3 separate regions of the Mus musculus genome follow, and all the other regions are linked to region 2. A link is a contact called in public HiChIP or PLAC-seq and Micro-C data. All regions are on one chromosome and are shown on one strand. Each heading gives the region's core, a stretch centred on a gene start, on an enhancer-like site or on the middle of the called end of the contact. The rest is flanking DNA. Distances are from core to core; before and after follow the strand shown.

Region 1 (4,706 bases), core at 142-2,641, 9.4 Mb after region 2:
ACATTCGGACACTATAGCAAAGTGGTTAATAGGGAGCTCTTTTGGTTGTCTTGTTGTCTCCACCACCACCACCATCCCCCCTAGTCCGCGATCGTCCCCTCTTGCTAAATCATCCACCCGCCCAAAACACCAAGTTTCTGCTTAAAATTAGATGCGCGGTGGGGCAGGAGTTTTGCAGAACTCCGGAACCCTTTGAGAGGTTCTTTAAATGGGGAGCGCGAGGTTACGGCTGTCTACCAGTAGAAAGTGAAACTCCGCAGAGCTAGGATGTACTGGCCGCTGCGCCCATCCAAGTTGAGGTGCAAAATAACTGAGTTTAGGGTCAGGTGGAGAAGCAGGGCACCCCTGGTGTCCTGACTACCGGAAGAATAAGAAGGTCCACAGACACCCGCGCGCTACAAGTGAAGTGACAGGCTCGGAGGCACTGAGCCAAGGCAAGGAGCGCGGACTAAGCTTTGCCTGCTTTAGGCCTCTAACTCTCTTCCTGGGTGGGAGTGGGAAGAGGCTCAAAGGCGGTCTTCCCGCCAACGCAACCTCTGCACGGCCTCCAGGTACCCAGTTGCAGGTACGCCGACGCCCGAGACAAGCCGGCGCCGGCGCGCGGCCTGGCGCCCTCGGGCCCCACACCCCCTCTTGGCCCCTTCGCTCTCCATCCAGGGCTGGCTACTTACTGGCTGGGGGCGGGGAGAAGCGGGGACTCTGCATCCACGGGGTCCGATCTAGTTTCTCGGGGCTTTCGGCCTTCACCAGAGCATCTTCTGGCAGCTTGAGGAGTCCTCCGACTGAGAAATGGCCGAGAGGCCGCGGCGAGGAGGGCGCATCCGGGGCGCCCAGAGACCCGGGCCGGGTGCCCAAGTGCTGCACCGAGCCACCCGCTGCCTGAGCCCCTTCGGAGGCCACCAGGACGCTCTCCTTGGCCCCGGGCTTCCTGTGATCGGCCATGAGGGCCTCCACGCTGAAGGGCAGGAGTGAAGCGGGCACTTTGGGCTTGGCCCCCTCCTCATCTGTGCCCATGGCGGTTGCGGTGGCCGCAGCAGCCCCGGGGGCTTGGCCAACGCCTCCCCCAGCAGGCTTGGCGAAGGCGGAGTCCTCCACTTTGACACCGAGTGGCAAAGAAGTCATAGCAGCAGCCGGGGCCATGCAGAGCCGGACCCCCCCTCCAGCCGCAGCTCGAGACAGCCCTGGATCATGGGTTTCGGGCAGGCTGGGAGCGCGACCGGCTTCTGCGAGCTCCTGACCGGCTTCTGCGAGCTCCTGGGTTCCTGGCCCGGCCGGCTCTCGCGCGCGAGCCTCCTGCGGCTTCCCCAGAAGGCCAACTCGAGCGAGCGGGGCCTGGATCCCTGCGCCGCTCAGGCCGAGTTCCCAGGCGCACTCGCCGGCTCCGGGTCCGCCGCCGCTCCCCTGAGAACTTGTTAATAAGGCAAGGCCAGCGTGGCAGCGGCCAATCAGAGCGCGAGGGGGCGGGTCCGGAGAGAACCATTGGGCTGTGCTCGTGCCCCGAGGCGCGCTCGGCCTGGGGGCGCTCGGGGAAGGGCCTGACCCGCACAGGCGGGACAGAGCCGGAGGTACCTGGGGAGCTTTTCCGCCTAGCTAAGTCAGGTGGGCATCGGTCCGGCTGGACCCCCACACTCCTGGATGTGGATTCTACCAAGTTCCAGAGGGACTTTTCTTTACTAGTCCTTCTCTTCTGCCAGTCGTCCTCCACCATCCTTTACCCACTTCTTCTGTTCCTCTCCATAGACTACTTTCTTTCCACAGTTTCTCTTATGGTCTGTGCTATTTCTTTCTGTCCCCTTTCCCTCTTCTGGCCCCCTTTCTCGACCACAATTCACTTACAATTTTTTTTTTCTTTTGGTGTTTGCTTTGAATGTTCATAGTTATTTGTCAGAGTAGCAAGGGATAATACTAATTTCTTTTTTTAAAAAAGCCGCCCTAAGTGTCTTATGTCTTCCAATCTTCAAAAATTTACCTCGGAGTAAAAATGGGCCTTTGTCTCCAGGGCTGGACAAAGTTAATCAAAGAAAGTACAGGTCCTGTTGGTTCTGTGGGTACGGGAACAAGTAACATGATCTGGGAAATGAGTTTGGTTCTCATGCAAACACGTACCCCCTCCCTATACGTACTTTTTCTCCAGAAAGTTACACCTCTACCAGAGAACTGCTACTAGCCAAAGAAGCCACTGGATGCCTTGGGTGAAGACCGAAATAAGACCAACAGAACCCACCAACAATCTGGCCTCAACATGACCTCAGACAATGAATCCTCAAAAACAATCACACTTCACTAACTGTGGGTCTGTCTGCTGGTGCAGAGTGGAGGCCCATTTGATGGGCCAGTAGGAAAAATAAGCAGTTCCTGGAGGTATATCTTTGGTGCAAGGCTTAAGAAGTTTTGTTTGCCCGATTTCGAAGGAAACGTGTTTTGTTTTGTTTTGTTTTGTTTTGTTTGACTGATACAAAAAGAAGGAAAGTTGGAGTGGGGACCACAGAAGACCTTGTAAACTGGGTTCGAACAGGCTGTTGGGGAGTTGGGGGGGGGGGGGCTTTTCTTTATATGGCCTCTTATCCCAGGGCCCAGGCTCGCGGCTCCGGGGGAGGTGGAGGAGGTGATTGGCGGCTCACCGGGACTGTGCATTGATGACTGCCGGGCTCTAATCTCCAGGAAACACAAGGGGCTGCCGTGGCCATTTAGGGGTAATTATCCGAGCACGGAGGGATAGCGAATTCCCTGGCCTTTTAACTGGGCGCAATAAAAAGCTGTAGATTAGGGGCGACCAGATTAAGGAAAATGAATTACTTTATTACCCAGACGGCGTCCGGGGTCTGGAGGGAGGGGTTGGGCTGCGGACGCCAGAGAGATCGGAGCCTCACATCTGCCCACAGGGCCTGGAGAAATAGGAAGGCCTGGGGCGGGTTCGGGAATACTCGCTTCTGTGAAATGTCTGGATTTCTTACGTTTCTGAGGCTGTGAGGAGGCACTGCGTAGGGCTTGGGACTCAAGCTCATTTAGGCCCAGCTGGACGCCCGCTGTACTGGGTCCCCTGAGGTTTGTTCCATGTGTATGGGAAGTAGAAGCCATACCGTCCCGTTTTAAAGCCCTGCAAACGAAAGTTAAGCGACAGTGTAGGCCAAATCCTTAGCTCGAAGCCTAGAAGGTACGGAGAACTGTAGTTTAAGAACTAATTAGGCAGTTGCTAGATCATCTCGTTCTATAGCGTCAGCCGATTTACACTCTGCGCTCGGATTAAAACAGAAATGGAAATAAATCTCCCAAATGGCTTGCTTTAGTCTAGTGTTTTTAGTACGAGGAGTGTTTTTCAAAAAGTGAGGGTTTTCAGTTATTCCACCTCGATCCCCAACTTAAAATAATTTCCTTTTGGGAGCGATCGGAGAATCCAAGTAGCTACGATCTTTTTCCCGGGAAAAAAAGTGCATAACGGCTAAAATACGTGACACGCAACTGTGTAGACAACTTCAGGGACTCGTGTACTGGCCCAGAGTCTTAATTCCTGCTTTAGGACCGAGGGGGCCTCGAACCCCAAGAATGGGGCCCCAGGGCGCACCGGGGTCTCCAGCGGAACTCACGGAGTGTGCAGCAGTCGGAGCAAAGAGGCCTAGCCTCAGGCCGGGGAGGGGGCGGCCTGAGAAGGGCTGCATCGCTAATTGCGGGGATAAACAATCTGTCACGATCCCTCAGCGCGCCTAATAGGCAGACGAGGATGTTGTTTTTAGGCGCCAGCGGCGGCCGGATCAAAGGCTGCAGCCGGCGCAGGGGCCCTTGAAGTCGCGCCCCTGCCTCCAGGGAGCAAAACGCCTGCGCCCGCAGCCCTGAGCCCTGCTTTCGGCCCCTGGGCTTTTAGAGTAGGTCTCAAACTCCACTGTCTATTCTTTTGGGGTTCGGTGTGCATTTGGGTCTGCAGGGATTCGGCGCGCAGGCTAGCGGGTTGCAAAGGTTGCAAGAGCGCTTTTGCAGAGCGCAAGGGACCGGACTCGATGGCTTCCAGAGCGCAGGACCCATGCTAAACTCTACCCAAGGGCTGCGCAGGGGAGGAAAATGCACCCCAACTCTGAGAAGGATGTCTGAGAAACAAAATAAAAACCCGGTTCCCCAGCCATGTGGCTCATTCCCGAAAACGGAAAGGCATGCGTTTGGGATCAATGAGAGCAGGCAACCTCGGAGCTCATTTTTGTCTGACCTTTGCGGATTTCCTGGCCAGTGGGTTAAGCGAGCTGACAGCCCAGGCTGGGCCTGTTATCTCACGGCAGCGCTAACCGGAGGTGCTGCTATCCCGACGCGGTCGCTGCAGGCAGCGGAGAAAACGGACCGTAATTCATGCCTGGCAAGGGCAGGGCTGGCCCGCGGCAGATAAAACTCTAAGACAGGCTCTCTGCTTGCAGCCTGCTCGACTTTTCTCCCCTCCCCCTCGCTCTGTCTCCCCTAGTCTCCTGCACCCTATATCTCGCCTGCCTTCGAATAAATTACCTTTGCCGGTTCAGATCCTAAAGACTAGTTCTGCGATCAATTTCTGGGCCGCTACTCTCCTTGGTGGCCTTTACCCCGCAACCCAAAATGCTCGTTTGACTAGAGTATAGGACAACTGGGGTGTGTGATAGCTTCGATATGGTTCCTAGATATTTTCTCTTCCCCCCTCCCCCCGCCAGCAGAAAATCAACTTGTAGAGGAATTCAATTTTAAAGGCAACTGTT
Region 2 (4,359 bases), core at 612-3,111:
ACTGTAGCTCGCGCAGCTCTCCGGCTCCCCCGCGCGCGCGCGCCCACACTCGCGGTCCAGATTTAAGGTGGTCGGGAGCAGATGAGGGAGATGGAGGGAGAAGATGGAGGGAGAACAGCCCTGTATTCAGTCTCCACGATTCCTCTTTGCTCCAGTTCTGGCCCGCCACCCTAAGGCTAGTCTCCTAGGCTTCCCATACAGCAGGTACCCGGTGGCGAGATGCGCGTCGCGTCGCGCGGGCTGTTCCACTCTTGTTTTCTCCAGCCCCCGCCCCCTGCACTTGCGCCCCGCCAGCGCCGCTCCGCCAGCCGCTCGGCGCACCTAGCCCTAAAGGTAGGACTTGAATATTTTAATAGGGCAGTAAAAAGGATGCTGACCTATATTTGCAAGGAAACCCATTTCCAGCTCCAGTCATACGTGCATGGAGTTTCAGAAAGTCTCGATTTGGCTGGGAGATTGGCAGCCTGGAAATCTCAAAGGAGGTGGGATGGGAAGAGAGGCTCGTGCTTTGCTTTGCCGTCTGTCCATCCACCCTCGTCGCCGAATATTTATTCGCTTTTAATTCTTATGCAAGCAGGTTAAAAATTAAAGCGATTGCAAAGCCAGCAAGTTCCAAGTCCCTCCCCTAAGGTACCGCGGGCTCTGGAGAAATGAGGAGCATCCTTAAAGAAATATCAATACATTCTCTGACCGGCACAATTGAGGACGATGGGATCGCAGTCAGGCTACGCGATACAGTGGGGACAAGACGGGCGCCTCTGGAGCTCCTGCCTTTTGTCAGAACTGCCCCCAGGCTTTCTCAGTTACAGTTCTTTGGTGGTGGTGGGGTAAAGGGTGGGGTGGTCTTGGGAGAAAAACACAGAAAAGGAAAAGGTAGGAGCTAGGGGACGAAATGCTCCAGGCTATGTTTGCAGTGACCTGGAGGCCCTTTGAAGTGTATAGGGGCATCCCCTCTCCCTCCATTTTCTGCCTCCACTTGGAAAGGGCAGACTCCCTCAGAGTAAAGGTCTTTCTAAGTTTCAAGCTAGAATACAGGTAGTTAGAGGAGGTCGTCCCGGGAGACTAATTAAATGAGACTAATAAAATGAGACTAATAAGATAGAGAACCCCATCTTCTGGTGCCCCATTCCAGCAAACCCTAAACTTCCTGCTGGACCCTTCACCTCCTTTTTCCTCCCGGAAGAGGAGTGCTAGGTGGGCAGGTGGGTGGGGAAGGAGAGAGCAAGCCGCCTTCCTACCTGCCCAAAGAGCAAACAGAGCAGGGCTGACTGCTTGGTCACACGCACCCCCCCCCCCTCCCGGGAAGGAGTCTGTTTCCCACCCGCAATGGGTCTCTACCTGAGTCATCAGCCGGTCTGCTCCCGTGTTTTCCTCATCCTTAAATATGATGTCGGGGTTGTAATTGGGGGTGAGTTCCTTAAATCGTTCGGAGTTTCTTGTGATCTTCCCTTCATATCTGCCGCTGGCCCCTAGGGTCTTCTCGGCTACGTTGGGAATAAACTGCTTGTAGGCTAAAGGGGTCAGCTTTTTGGGGTGCCGCCTCTTTCCAAACCCCCTGCCGGGCCCACAGGCCAGCCCGGGGCACACCAGCAGCGAGGAAGCAAGGATCACCAGAAAACATCTGGCCAGCAGCAGCAGCATCTCGTCCGCGGAACCTGAGGACTTGTGAGCTGTCCCCGCGCTGTCTGTGCGCGAGCGGGTACGCGCGGGTGTGTGCGTGTGCGCTCCTCCTTGCGCTCGGCTCTCCCTTCCTCGCTCGGCTCGTTCGTTCCCTCTGGCGCTGCCTGGCTCTTTCTCTTCCTATATAACCTTGCCTGCCGCTGCTGCAGGGGACTTGTCTCCGATCCCCACCCAGACTGGGGCTGCGATGGCAGGCTGCCGGTCGCTGGTAACGGAACACATCGGAGTTGGGTCTCGAGACAGCAATTAAAAGACAAAAAGAGCCTGATTTTAAATGGTAGCAAGGCTGGAGAGCTTGTGAGACAGGCTGCCTTTCGCACTATATTATAGCTGGCAGGGGCGCATCTGATTGGCCAAGCCGCACAAGCTTGTCTTCTGATGTTAACCCTGAGAAAGACTACATTTCTCCCCCCTCTGGCTGCTGTGGCTTTATTTTCACCTGAAGGCTTCCAGTTTAAAAAAGAAAGAAAGAGAGAAAGAAAGAAAGAAAGAAAGAAAGAAAGAAAGAAAGAAAGAAAGAAAGAAAGAAAGAAAGTCTTTACTAAGGTAAAGGTGGGTGGGAGGGAGGAGGCCTGTTTATTGGAAAAATACCCCGCACTGCCTGCTTTGTGCTCAGGGCTGCTTCCCCCTTACTTTCTCTAAATGGAAGATGCTTTGGTTAAAGCCAGCATAAGTTTTTAAAGGACAGTCCAGATGCTCCCCCCCCCCCCACAAGCTTTGACCATAAAACAGCCTCTCAATTGTTTGAGGGCAACGCTGCCTCCCTCCTGTTTGCCTTATTTACACCCCATCCCCAGATGTGAGTGTACAGGACAGACGTCACGGGGTTGTGAAAACAGCTCACCTGAGCATCTCCTGAATATTTAGCATCTTTAGATAGAGGATAATCACAGGTGGCCACAACCTAAAGAGTTGCTGTTTTAAGTGCCCTAAAATACTGTCCTTTATTGTATCTCACTGACTGCACCACATTCAAGCCTCTGCAGGTGGATGGATGCATCCCAGCTGAGGGGCAGGTAAAGAGTGTCTGCAGAATGTGGTGGGGTACATAGGTTCAGTGGGTCTATGTGCTGCACCCCAGCATGGAGGGCAGCTGGTGTGTGCTTGGTGGGTAGAGGTGATCTGCCTGGGGCAACTGAAAGTGGGCAAGGCTGCATGCGTGAAGAACCCCTTCCAATCTATCCTAGCAAAGTGCAGGGCTGGGGTAAGTTGATGTGGAATTCAGGCTCCTTAACACAGTTGTATTTCACAGGAGCTTTGCAAGCTAATTTTCAAGGAAAGAAGCTGGCTAGGTGTAGGGCCTGCAGACTGAAGGTGTTAGGGATCTAGAGGACAGTGTTCTGGCCATAAGGGGCATCTTAGAAGAGGATATGCTGTCTAGAGGTCACTACTCTTGGGGTGTCCAACACTCTTTCAGGAAAAAGAAAAATTTCCAGAAAAGTCTTAGTTGAACCAGAAAAATAGAATGTGAAACGCTTTGTTTTTATAGATCATAGAAATCTGCTCTGGCTTTTCTCCCATCCTACTCACAGGCAAGATTCCTCTAGGATGGGCGAACTATTTATGTGGAATGGAATACCTGCTTAGGGACCGAGTCCTCCAGTGTTATCCCATGAGACCAGCCTCTGGCTCTTGATCCTGTCCCAGTGCAGGGAGAGCCCAGCAAACCTGAAGCTCAGCTGGCAGTGGGGTTTTCAGAGGACTTAGAAACTTGGTTGCTTTTGAGTTAGTGTGAGGCGAGGAAAGTGCTTGCTACTGTCTACTGTGAGTCTCAATGGCAGTATGGCAGAGCCTCACCATCCCAGGCTTGGAAGGGTTGACTAAAGCCCGCACACCTGCCCTCTCTGGAGTTTTCTATCCTTTGATTTATGAGGACCAAGTACAGATTCTTAGTGGGAGTTGGTCCCAGCTTCACGAAGACCAAATAAGAGCCAGACTCTCCAGCCTGTATCCTCTGTGTACATCCCCCATCAACTAGAAAAAATGGATACAAAGGGGACCCACTGTTCTTGATCCAGAAGAGTGGGCCTGCCTGGCATGTGGCTTTCATATTACTAGCCGGTGGTGGGCTAGACAAGACTTGAGCATCCTGGAGCCTCATTTTGCTTCAGTATTTCCTTGTTCTCTGTGTATGCTGACCAGCACTCTCTTCTTGATGTCTTTGAATATAGACTGGTGAATGGATCATGCAACTGTAGACAGCTCTAGTCAGCTTTGGATTGGCAGTGGGGAGTGGGTGGGATTTCCTGGGGAAGGAGGCAGAAAATAAAGGCCACATTTCTCCCTGTGGTCAGGCTCATGATCCTGTTCTCAAGACAACAAATATGAACTGTGATTGCTTTTATCCAAGCATTTCTGTAACCTGGAGACCTGGAATACCTGCAGATGTGATTTGGAAACAAACCCCTAAGCTGCCAGTGTTCTATGTGGGCACAGCTGGCCTTGGAGTGCCCAGACATGGTCACCTCCCTTTTGGCTGTGAAGAAGGAGGTGACTTGGTTCTGCTCTGGCCCATTGCTCACCCCCACTCCATCTCTAGGGACAATGGATGCTAATTCCAAGAGAGCCTGATAAGGGCCGGCCTTCCTGGAGTCTGGAAGGATCTTTAGAAGGAAAGTAAAGATTTACTATAAACCCTGTTGTTTTTTTCCTCGTACCCAGGGACAGCTTGCTTCCTGT
Region 3 (4,143 bases), core at 1,304-3,803, 6.9 Mb after region 2:
TGAACATGGATGGGCATGGCTTGGAAGGGGACAGTCCTCCAGCCCCAGAACTCTGTGGAGGAATATAGAGGGCTCTGGCAAGGCAGCACCAGAAGTTGCTGCTTGGGTTAGTGCTTGGCAGCCTTACTTCCTCAGCCAAATTGGCCTTGAATTGGGACAAACCAGCCTATACGCTGGGCAGCATCAGTGCTAAAACTCTGGCAGCAAGGAAGGATTCAAGCAGTACCTCTCTGCTCTCCTCCGTGTAGGCTGAGCTTGGGGCCCCCAGGACCTGGGTGAGCACCCACAGGGCTAACTTGGGAGTTCCTGACACATACACACCCTGCTCCTGAGTGGTACCACCACTTGTAGTCCGTAGGATCCAGAGGCCAAGTAGTGTGGCTGTCACCCTCTTTCTAGTGCTCCCAAGCCAGTACCAGGAGATGTGGATGCCCTTTCCCCATTTCTGACCACCATCCCTTGCTGGTCTAGTACTGAGGCGCCACTCTGATGCACGGCTCCAGAGGGAGTGCTGGGTAAGACCAGGCAGGTCTCTCTCTGCCCAATGGAGTATGGGAGCAGCACTTATCCACGGTGTAAGGTGTAACCGGTGTAACCACAAGGGGCCAGGACCAAGGGCCAGGGCCCTAGGGCAGAGGGAATTACAACCCTGGTGCCTAAGAAGCCCAGCCTGGCTCCCCCATCCAGAGAGCAGAGAAATAAAATGGAAGCCACAGCACCCACCCAACAGGCTCCATTTTACAAGCAGGAAGGTACTGTTCACAAGGGGAGCCTGGAACTTGCAGAAGTTGGACGGTTCTCTCCATCACCATTTTTAGTAGGGCTCCTTTCTGGTCTGTTTCTTCATCACTTCAAAAAACAACCCCGAGCCCTGCAGTGATGCCTCATGCCTTTAATCCCAGCACTCAGGAGGCAGGGGCAAAAGGATCTCTGGGCTAACATAGATACCCTAACTCGGAAAAACGAAAAACCATATCAAAACAAAAACAAACCACCACCAACAACAAAACCAACCTGAATTGGCCGGCCCAGGGGTTGTGCCTGATTCCTACAAACAAATATCATTGCTAATTTCTCCCTCCCCGCCCCCACCTCTACCCAGGTCCCTGAGTATGTCTGAGCTGGGACACCCAGGAAGTAACAGCACTTGGGACACTCTGAGTCAAAGTTGGAGACACCCAACTTTGACTCAGAGCCCTCACCTATGAAATGTGGCTGCTTGCCAGCGATTCCTCTTGCCTTGCCCAATATGGCTCCAAAATCAAGTCCTATCGTGCACAAAACCCACTTCCCATCCAGGTTTCTAGCCAGGGTGCAGACCCCAAAGGTTCCTTAGCCTGGCGGCTCATCCATCCTTCTATATCCTCAAGAGCCACTTATAGTGGGAGGGAGGGGAAGCGCTCTCTTTTCACATTAGTTTTTCCCTTTGAAGTATAGGGTGACTCTATTTCCCTCTATTTCTCTTGTTGGGGAGATTAAACAAAGTGGGCTCCGGGCCTGCAGTTGCCTTCTCCTGGACAGTGGGACACACTTCTTTACGCACTGTCTGTGACCCGCACTGAGCAGCTAGATGGGCCTTCCGTGATAACCCGCATCCAGTGAAGCGTTCCGCTCAGTGACTAGGCTGTCCCCCTATTCCTGTTGGAAGTGGATCACAGCTCCGTTGGTCTCAGCGAAGTCTGGGTTACCCTCTGCGGCCTTGCTCCTGAAGCGGGGGAAGAAAATTCACTTTGTGCAGGGCAAGAGAGGCAGAAAGAGGAATTGTTCCTCAAGACCTGCAGTCCCGCACAGTGGCTAGGCACGAAGCTCTTACCAGCCTGAAAGAGAGTGAGAAGGCCGGGCAATGGAGGTGCCAGAGCAAATGTAATCTGTTCCTACCCAGCGTGACACCATGGGGCACCTTCGGGCTTGACTCTCTTTACACACCGAAACTGAGCCCGGGATATGAGAGCATTCCATCGCAGCGCGATGGCACCAAGAGCATATTTCGTTACGCGTAAGAGTTAAAACATGCTGCGTCTCTGCAAACTTGTTTTGGCAGAATCCCCGTTTTAAATTACACGCGAGGTCTTAAAAAAAAAGAAAAAGACTGCGGCCCAGTCGGCAATAGTCCTTACCCGCGCGCAAATACACAGTCACAGGGACTCACGCACAAACCGAGCGTTCTGCGGGTTCCGACACGCTCCCGGAGGGTGAGCAAGGCTCTCCTCGGATGCGATTGGCCAGTCTGGGCTTCACAGCGACCCTGTAGCCAATGGTCGACCTCCCAGCCGAGGCCCCGCCTTCTCCCACTCCCTGGCGCGGGTACCGGGGTGGGGGGCGCCGGAACGCATCTCGCGGGGTCGTACCCCCAGGACCACCGGGTCTCCTGCCCTGGGCCCTGCCACCACCTGCGCGCAGAGTCCGGCCGGGCAGCATCTCCGGCAATGGCTTCTCTCCGGGCTGCAGCGGGTCGTTGGGGCTGAGCCTACGAAACTCGCGCCGCCCCGCCCCCGGCACCGCCCCCTCCCCCTCCCGTGAGGCCAGCCGGGGCGGCGACCTGAACCGCTCGGAGAAACGCGAGGGAGGCTGCTGCGGGAACGGCCGTCCGCGCGCACCCGCTCCCGCCCAGCCCAGCCCGGCACAGAAGCCGACGCCCGCCTCGTGGAGCCCGACGCCCTCACTCCGGGCAGCGGCTCTCCAGGGCCAGGCCGCGCGTGCGCCAGGCGGCCGTTCGCCACTATCCAAACGGGGCCGGGAAGAGCAGCTGCGCCCCAGGCAACCAGGGACCCCCAGGATCCCAGCCTTGCCCGACGGGCCCGCGGCCGCGATGCCGGATGAGCTGACCGAGCCCGGGCGCGCCACACCAGCTCGCGCCTCCTCCTTCCTCATCGAGAACCTGCTAGCAGCCGAGGCCAAGGGCGCGGGGCGCTCAACCCAGGGCGATGGCGTCCGCGAGGAAGAGGAAGAGGACGACGACGACCCCGAGGACGAGGATCCGGAGCAGGCGCGACGACGACTACAGCGGCGGCGACAGCAGCGCGCGGGCAGCGGGCCGGGCGGGGAGGCGAGGGCCCGGGCACTGGGCCTAGGGCCCCGGCCGCCTCCTGGGCCCGGCCCGCCCTTCGCGCTCGGCTGCGGAGGTACAACGCGGTGGTACCCACGGGTGCACGGCGGCTACGGAGGTGGTCTAAGTCCTGACAGTGAGTGAGGTTGCGGGGAAGGGGTGGGCAATGGTCAGGGCTCTGCTCCCTCCCTATGCATTCTTTTGGTGACTTCGGGCTTAGTGAGCTCCTAGTCTTCCTGTGTACTGGGGCCTGGGTGGTATGAGATCCCCTTGGATGGGCAATTGTTGGAGACTGGGGATGGCACTGCATGTAGGAAGCTGCTAAGGCTAGGATCAGGCCCAAGAACACAAAATTCGGAGAGGAGAGTGAAATAGGCCTCGGAAAGATGAGAAGGGGAAAGAGTGTGTTTGGAGAAACATCGAAGGTGAAAGGGAAGTGAAGGAAGAGGAAAGGTGGCAGAGGAGGGGAGGCCGCGGGGGTCAAGCACTAAAATAAAAGGGGCAGAGCTGAGAGACCACAGCTATGGAGGCTGGATGGGAGGCCTTCTTCTATAGCAATTGCAACCCCAAAGTATCCTTTGCCCTCCCTGCTGCGCAGTAAGACCATGGGCTGGGCCTGAGCCTGCGTTGGGTCTTCTCAGGCCCAAAGGCTGAGGCTGGTAGGAGCCCACTCTGAAGGGTCCATCCCACCCCTCTCTTCTTTTCTTGCCCCTCCCCCTCTTTGGCCTTTGTTTCCTGCAGAGGGCTCAGAGAATGGGGGTGGGGGCTTCTCAGTCCCAGAACCCACTTACCCCTCTGGCCTGGACATCCTGACTCTGACTGCCTGTCTCCAGAGGGTCCAGACCTCAACCTCTCTTAGGACCTGCTCATTAGAGAGCAACCCTTGAGACTAGAAGGGTATTTCAACCTTCCTCACCCCAGCCCCTTGAGCCAGCCGGGTCCCTAAACACACAGACTTATATATAACTAAAGGGTGCCCACCCAGGCTCTGTGTATAAGCTTTGGGGTAGGAGGTGGCCTGGGGCCCGTTCTTTTCTATTAGGTACTCACCCCACTCCTGGTATGGAGTAGGACAAGTCTCCCAGCCCAGGTTTGGA

Evidence for each region. A called contact is a pair of places that touch in the nucleus more often than the background predicts. HiChIP or PLAC-seq counts read pairs in DNA pulled down with a chosen protein or histone mark.
Region 1: a contact with region 2 is called in an H3K27ac HiChIP or PLAC-seq map of embryonic stem cells, with 19 times the contacts expected there. The contact joins the promoter of Msx1 here to the promoter of 9530036O11Rik in region 2. A contact is called at or near these places in 2 of 39 promoter capture datasets (both in embryonic stem cells), 5 of 484 Hi-C or Micro-C datasets (all in embryonic stem cells) and 1 of 115 datasets of contacts at active chromatin or transcription factors (embryonic stem cells).
Region 3: a Micro-C map of embryonic stem cells shows a contact between it and region 2, with 12 times the contacts expected there. The contact joins the promoter of Hmx1 here to the promoter of 9530036O11Rik in region 2. A contact is called at or near these places in 1 of 39 promoter capture datasets (embryonic stem cells) and 7 of 484 Hi-C or Micro-C datasets (embryonic stem cells and epiblasts).

What each region holds. Positions count from the first base shown.
Region 1 is chr5:37,823,194-37,827,899 of GRCm38.p6, forward strand. Msx1 (msh homeobox 1) reads right to left here and starts at 1,392. Exons shown (of 2, transcript NM_010835.2): 1 at 672-1,392. The coding sequence starts at 1,140. It overlaps Gm33993 (a long non-coding RNA gene), which reads left to right and starts at 2,562. Exons shown (of 6, transcript XR_868362.1): 1 at 2,562-2,693. RefSeq lists an enhancer at 2,476-4,706.
Region 2 is chr5:28,465,123-28,469,481 of GRCm38.p6, forward strand. It overlaps 9530036O11Rik (RIKEN cDNA 9530036O11Rik), which reads left to right and starts at 1,862. Exons shown (of 7, transcript NR_015562.2): 1 at 1,862-2,226. Shh (sonic hedgehog) reads right to left here and starts at 1,979. Exons shown (of 3, transcript NM_009170.3): 1 at 1,339-1,979. The coding sequence starts at 1,641.
Region 3 is chr5:35,386,308-35,390,450 of GRCm38.p6, forward strand. It overlaps Hmx1 (H6 homeobox 1), which reads left to right and starts at 2,554. Exons shown (of 2, transcript NM_010445.4): 1 at 2,554-3,182. The coding sequence starts at 2,810. It overlaps E130018O15Rik (RIKEN cDNA E130018O15 gene), which reads right to left and starts at 2,169. Exons shown (of 2, transcript NR_152157.1): 1 at 2,118-2,169.